2 separate regions of the Oncorhynchus kisutch genome follow, and region 1 is linked to region 2. A link is a contact called in public Hi-C data. All regions are on one chromosome and are shown on one strand. The core of a region is the stretch at or near the end of the contact, and the rest is flanking DNA. Distances in the headings are between cores, read along the strand shown.

What was found. A called contact is a pair of places that touch in the nucleus more often than the background predicts.
Region 1: a Hi-C map of muscle shows a contact between it and region 2, with 4 times the contacts expected there. The contact joins the promoter of LOC109866899 here to the promoter of hoxd3a in region 2. A contact is called at or near these places in 2 of 2 Hi-C or Micro-C datasets (liver and muscle).

The regions. Positions count from the first base shown.
Region 1 is chrLG2:44,400,858-44,404,288 of Okis_V2, reverse strand. LOC109866899 (heterogeneous nuclear ribonucleoprotein A3) reads right to left here and starts at 1,860. Exons shown (of 11, transcript XR_004203904.1): 1 at 1,732-1,860; 2 at 164-286; 3 at 1-79.
Region 2 is chrLG2:44,247,998-44,251,347 of Okis_V2, reverse strand. hoxd3a (homeobox D3a) reads right to left here and starts at 1,362. Exons shown (of 4, transcript XM_020455722.2): 1 at 1,096-1,362.

The DNA.
Region 1 (3,431 bases), core at 611-3,110, 150 kb before region 2:
AGGCATCCACCTCCTCCACACAGGAGTATGTTACAAAGCCAAACCCTCTCGAGCGCTTGTTGTTTGGGTCCCGCATTACCTACATGAAACCAACGTATTAGCTCACATTACTCTTCATATAAATGCATTGTAAATAACAGACACTTGTGAAATGCATACATACCACACTGTCTGTGAGGTTTCCCCATTGTTCAAAATGGATCCTTAAACTTTCCTCAGTGGTTTCAAAACTTAGGCCCCCAATGAACAGCTTCCTGAGCTGTTCAGGCTCCCTATGTTCATGACCCTGTTAAAATGATTTAAAACAGGTATGCATGTCACACAACAATGCAATTGTATGAATATTATTTCAAACATTTTACAGTGTAATAACCTAGATTGCAATATCTTAGTGTAAATGTATCAAGTTAGAATTTTCTCATTAGCCAAGACTCTAAGACATTCTAGGGAAATCAGTTTTGCCACTTTATAAGTGTTATAAAATATATTTTATAGTGCAAATATTATGTAGCTAAGAGTTATTTGAAAATGATGCAGTGACAAAATGATAGCTAGCTAACTTTAGCACAGCTGCGTTTCTAACTTTTGGCTAGAAAATTTCATTGTGCTAGTCAGAGTTCTACAGTTACAATGTTGCAGTAATTTTGATTTGTAGAATGATGGAATGTCTCCACAGTCCGACAAGTGTTTCAATGTATCATTCATTGGGATACATAGCCTGTCCTACAGTTTAGGTCTATGCTTTAGCTACAGACTGTAAAACCAGATAATGTGATTTAACCAAACATTGTTTAGTATGCATTATACTGGGAGTTACAGGTTTGGTACCGTTTGGTGTAGCACATAATTTGACCAAATTTAGCAATATGGTCTTAGAATCTTGGAAACTGGAGTCAAATAAAATGTCCTTGACCATTTGAATTTAGAACATTCTCCATTATTAAAATAAAATGACTCCATTAAGTAATCAAACCACATGTACTCCGCCATCTTGTCCATTTCAAGTATTCTCTTGTTAATCGAGACAGGTGTCTGTCATGACATGCGGCACTTTGGGGTGGATCCACCTGCCTCAATCAATGAATGAAGACTTGAAAAAGACAAGATGGCGGCGTACACACGCCTCACATTGTTGGATTCCTTTATGGCGCAAAACATTTTTTTTTTTTTTTTATTATGACAGAGCATTTTCTAAATTCAAACAGACCTCCTGCAACTGGACAATTACATTTTATGAGACCCCGGTTTCGACGAATCGTTAAGGTTGGTCGAAAATTCTGTTACACCAAACAGTAACGTTATGCCTACCCAACGTTAACCTGTAACACCCAGTATACCGGATACCAATTTTGGGGTTTACATCACATTGTCTGGTGTTACAATCTGTAGCTAAGGCTTGACCTACAATTTTGGCCTATGTATTCCACTGAATGATACATCCAAGTACTTGTTTGATGTGGATACGTTCTATAAACAAAAAAAACTGCAACACTGTAACCGTAGAACTCTTGACTGGCATGATCATTTTGCTAGCCAAATGTTGAGAAACGCAGTGGCGCTAACGTTAGCTAGCTAACGTTAATGTTGCCTTCCTAAAAATGCTGTTAGAATCATGTGCATATTATGTCGCTGCATCATTTTCAAAGACCTGTTTGCTCATAATACACTTTACATTGTTACGTGCAACGCAAATATATGCAGACACCGATAAACAATCAACATATTTATCACCTCCATTTTGCGAAGTATTCTCTTTCCTTGGTTCTGAGAAGAAAGGAAGCTACTGCACCACGTGATAGGAAGTCTGAACTGGTCGTGCAGTCGTTAACTGATCCAGGATCGGTTTTACCATAATGAACCGGATAGGCAAGTTGATTTGATCTAAGATCAATCATTCAGAGTAAATGTATTCAGCTGCATAGTATACCTTTTTATTTAAATGTCCAATGATACAAGTGAAATATTTTTATTATAATGTATAATCTTTAACATTTGTGATGACTTTGTAGGCTAATCATACCGTGTACGTGCCATGTGAAACAAAGAAGTTGTCTGCTATCTAGTGGACACTGAAGGCAATGTACCAGAATAGCCACAGCTGATTGTTTTTCCCTTAGACATTAACCAGGTTTTTCCGTATTTTTCCATAACTACAAAGCAAAATAAATATTTTGTGCATTTTAACTTGTTTGTTGCAGATCTATGGTTCATGAATACAGATATTTTTTTATTAAAATAAAATGAAGGGAAATGCAACTGTTTTTCAGTATTTGTAACACTTTTTTAAAATAGCAGACAATTTGCACTTGCATTAAAATGTGTATCTGAATACTCGTAAGTTAATGTTTTGGATTTGACCACTGTCAGCGTTTGACATTGGACAGTACAACTTGAATATGCTATTGCCATCAGCTGCTTCACCATAAATATAGAATCTTGTTGAAAATCAGACCTGGACAAGTATCCATGTACTGTTTTATTGGATGGAATAATGTCTGGCATTACCATTACAGGGTGCCAGGAAAAAATACAGCCCCAATAAAAATGACAATATTTCACTGTCATTAACCTTCATTTCTATTTATTGCCTATTTAGAGTTGTAGTGTGGTATGTCTTTGTTTTTGGTTATTACAGTGTTGTTATATTATAGATGGTATTATTGTACCGTTTTTAAGTAAAAAATCATTCCAACTACAGAGACTAATTATATTGTTATAGCGTAGCATTTTATTAAGACAGTTGTTACAATGGATGAAAACAAGGATTCTATAGCCATGAATGAAATAAGTCCCGTGTTCCACCCTTCACTCTGACACTGTCGATTGCATATCACCTGTGTTTGTTCCAGCACATTTATTTCTTAATTAAACTGGTAATGAGATTGAGGCCTGGTAACATTATTTCTGCTTCAGAGCTTTCCCTAAATTAAGGAACAGTAATAGTTGACCAGTTGCATCACCGCCTGGTATGGCAACTGCTCGGCATCTGACTATAAGGCGCTACAGAGGGTAGTGCGTACAGCCCAGTACATCACTGGGGCCAAGCTTCCTGCCATCCAGGAACTATATACTAGGCGGTGTCAGAGGAAGGCCCAAAACACTGTCAGACTCCAGTCACCCAAGTCATAGACTGTTTCTCTGCTACCGCATGGCAAGGGGTACTGGAGTGCAAAGTCTAGGTCCAAAAGGCTCCTTAATAGCTTCTACCCCCAAGCAATAAGACTGATGAACAATTAATCAAATGGCCACCCATAAGCATTTCACAGTAAGGTCTACACTTGTTGTATTTGACACGTGACAAATACAATTTTATTTGTTTGGTACCAGGAGTTCTCGCCTTTGGGTGTAGGAGTTGGCAAATACTCTGCATGCTACCACAACAATGGTTACTTTATTGAGGCTATAGATCTCAATGATTATTTTGTTTTATT
Region 2 (3,350 bases), core at 113-2,612:
TGTCTTTGTTCCGTTGCCCCCCATCTCAGGCAGCTGAAAACATCTATGAAAACTGCTTCTCTGGTGGGAAAGCTCAACAACTGCATTTCTGAAAGATTAACATTATATGTTGCATTTTTTTCCACACGTGTGTGTGTTACAACAGGACAAATTCAAATGTTCTAAACATCCATATCTGAAAATACAATGCAAATGGTTACCTTGTTTAGTTCAACTATATAACAATGTGTAGGTCTATTGTTGTTATTATATGGCCTATGGAGCAATAGCTTGAGTGTAACGATATATTCACAAGTAGGCCTACACAACGTCCTTGATAGAACGTGGAACTAATATTAAGACCATATCAGGTGACTTCATACAAATTCCATCATGCAGATATCCATTACCTCGCACAACAGTAATGACTTCGACTTCATGCACCAAAAGAGGACTAATGAATATAATTCACTTAGAAAATCGAACTGTCTAAAATCATCTGGCAGCCAGCTCCTCAAAACTCAATTAGGCTGCGTGTCACTTCAGAGACATTATACAATCAATTCTATATATATATATCAAACATACAGAAAGATACACATATATAACGAAAACATATAGACGGACAGACATACAGACAGACCGACAGATACTGTTCATACGCACAAACATCGAAAGAACCCATCCCTGCAAGCACTTCAAAGTTAGTAAACATTCGTTTTAGGCTACTGAAGCTAAATATGCGTCCTTATACATTAATCAGTTTGGCTAAACTAACATGAACACGTCAACCCATTGTCACAGCAAATTACAATTCAATCACACGTAGCCTATTGGTATAATACCGATCACAGTTTTATGCGTTCAGATTCACATGCAATGTTAAATGTAAACGTTCATTGGTGTTGACTCATAATACATGCATAACAGCAGTTTTAGTTATATAAACTTATCTTAAACATGTGTCTTTTGGCTTTAGTCTCTACATGTCATCTCGACTGAGGTTCTGATTAGCCTATACTGCTAATATACCCTGGTGCAACGAGACAGGAAGTAGCATAGAGAAATTCAATCAACAACCATTCTAACATGATGTTTGTAACATTAAATGCTTACCTAATGCAGTTGGGTAATCCATGTGTTTTCTTGTGGTGACTCTGTATAAATAATACATGATGTTACAGTGAAACTATACGGATGATGAACAGCAGAGGCTCTCCTTTCGATGTTCGGTATGCACACAGGAAGAAACGCTAGCCCTGACAAGTCAAGTAAATAACTATATAGTTATCGAGGATCTGGTAGGTTCACACTTTCATTCGGGCAATAATAAGGCAAATTTTGAGCGAGTGTAGGCTGAGCGTTTTGGTTGGGGACGGTATAGCAGCAGAATGCAGAGAAAAAACCGCTTGGGAAATCAGGAAAAGGGCCATGGAGACGTTTGCCTCTTGCACATGACCAGTGGCATCCAATGACAGGCGATAGAGGCACATAAAAAGGTCTATTACCAAGTTGTAAATTCTCCTCTCACAAAAAGAAATTTCGACTGCAGCAATTCACCCTGTTTTGCGCATAATGGCGGGGGCCATTCCCCATTTCTTCTCAGAAAGCTTTGCTTGAAAATCTCATTTGGAAAGTTAACGAACAATACCCCTGCTTCTTGAATTGAAATTGTACATGTTAGATTTTAACCGCAGAATAACCACATTTGCTAGTTTTGAGTCAGAAGATTCGTGCATACGGAATATATTATTTTTTCTAACATTATAATAACATAGATATTACCATGTTGACGAGCATAAACATCAGTTATACTAAACATGTTGAGTAAATGTCGAGCCTAAATATTTCATACAGCTAATAAACTATATTCTAGAATAGGTCAATGGTTGTAATAAAGTACATTTGGTCTTATATAACAGGAAACATGAGGCCAACATAGTATTTTTTTGTTCATGAGGCCAACATAGTATTTTTTTTTGTAAAAACAAGATACAAAATAATAATGAAAACCTTCATTGGCACTGGCACTATGCAATATTTTGACCACTAATCAAAGATAATCTTTTCATTAGCAACATTTCCGTTGTGGCTAAATGTATGTCTTGCGTTGGTTACAATGTCGCATAACGCATAACACATGTATTAACTAAGATATTTGAAAGAAAATAAATCGATAGAGGAAGATCTATAGGATCTTCCCACCGAAACAAATTCGACCAGGCTCAATGTGGTGTTGAAATAGGGTAGAACAAATAAATACATGAAATCAGCCCCAAAATTGAAATGTGGTATTTATTGAGAAGAAAAAAACTCTTTAGACCTACTAAGCTATGCATGCGGTTCGGTTGTAGTCCTCACACACCTTTTTGGCCAGACTATCATCCTTTACTCCTAGGATATTAAAATCATAAAATTATCTGTTCTAACTAACAAGTTATACTTGTGGGCCTATTTTTCATATATTGAATTCATAAAGGTGAAATAAAGGACCATGATTGAATATTTACGCAAATATAGGCTACCTAAACACATTAATAGAGCACACATGCACGTATTATTAAGGCAAACCAAATGTATCCCTATTAGTCCAGGGAATCAAGGACTATGATTTTTTAAAGACTATTACGCATTATGTCATAAGATGTTAAAAAAATAAATAATAATACTATAATGTATTTTGGCGTATTAATCAATGCTCAGTATTTTCTTGGGGAAACTAAGCAACAAAGAAATATAAACTTACATTACATGTGTATGTTATTATTATTATTAGTAGTACAATTCATTGTAGCAGTCTTTCGTTCATGATAGTACCAATGTGCTTCGGGTCTGTAAAGACAGCGAGAAGGCAGTGTACACAAAAGGCCTTTAGGATGTTTTCGTGTGTGTATTTCAGCGTGATTCGGCTGGGCATGGGTATGCGTAATGCGTGCGTAAAATGGGGATTGTATTCTGTTGCATTCTATTGTTGTGTTTCAGTGGGATTGGTACCATTGGAGACAGCATTTTTTAAATGGTAAACTCATTTTCTTATTATGGGGTCGACACATCGAACCTTATCTCCCTGGTCACATGGGGTTGGAGGCTAAATTCTTTCTTCTGCTTCAGTTTTATGGCCTACCGACTGTCTGTTTCTTCTCCTCACTAGGGGTTAGAAGACTGCATTATGCAATGTTCCATTCCAGCATGTTATCATTATTTTCAAAGAATTGTGCAATTTTACGGCAAGAGAAGGATATTTTTGAAAATAGTAAGCCTAGGAATTGGGCCTGTACGTGATTCGAAAGCACATTTTACGAGAATCAACCAACCTTGAGGTCTCATCCAGAGGAGCGTCTGTGGAAAAGACGGGCTTTCATTTAGGCGCT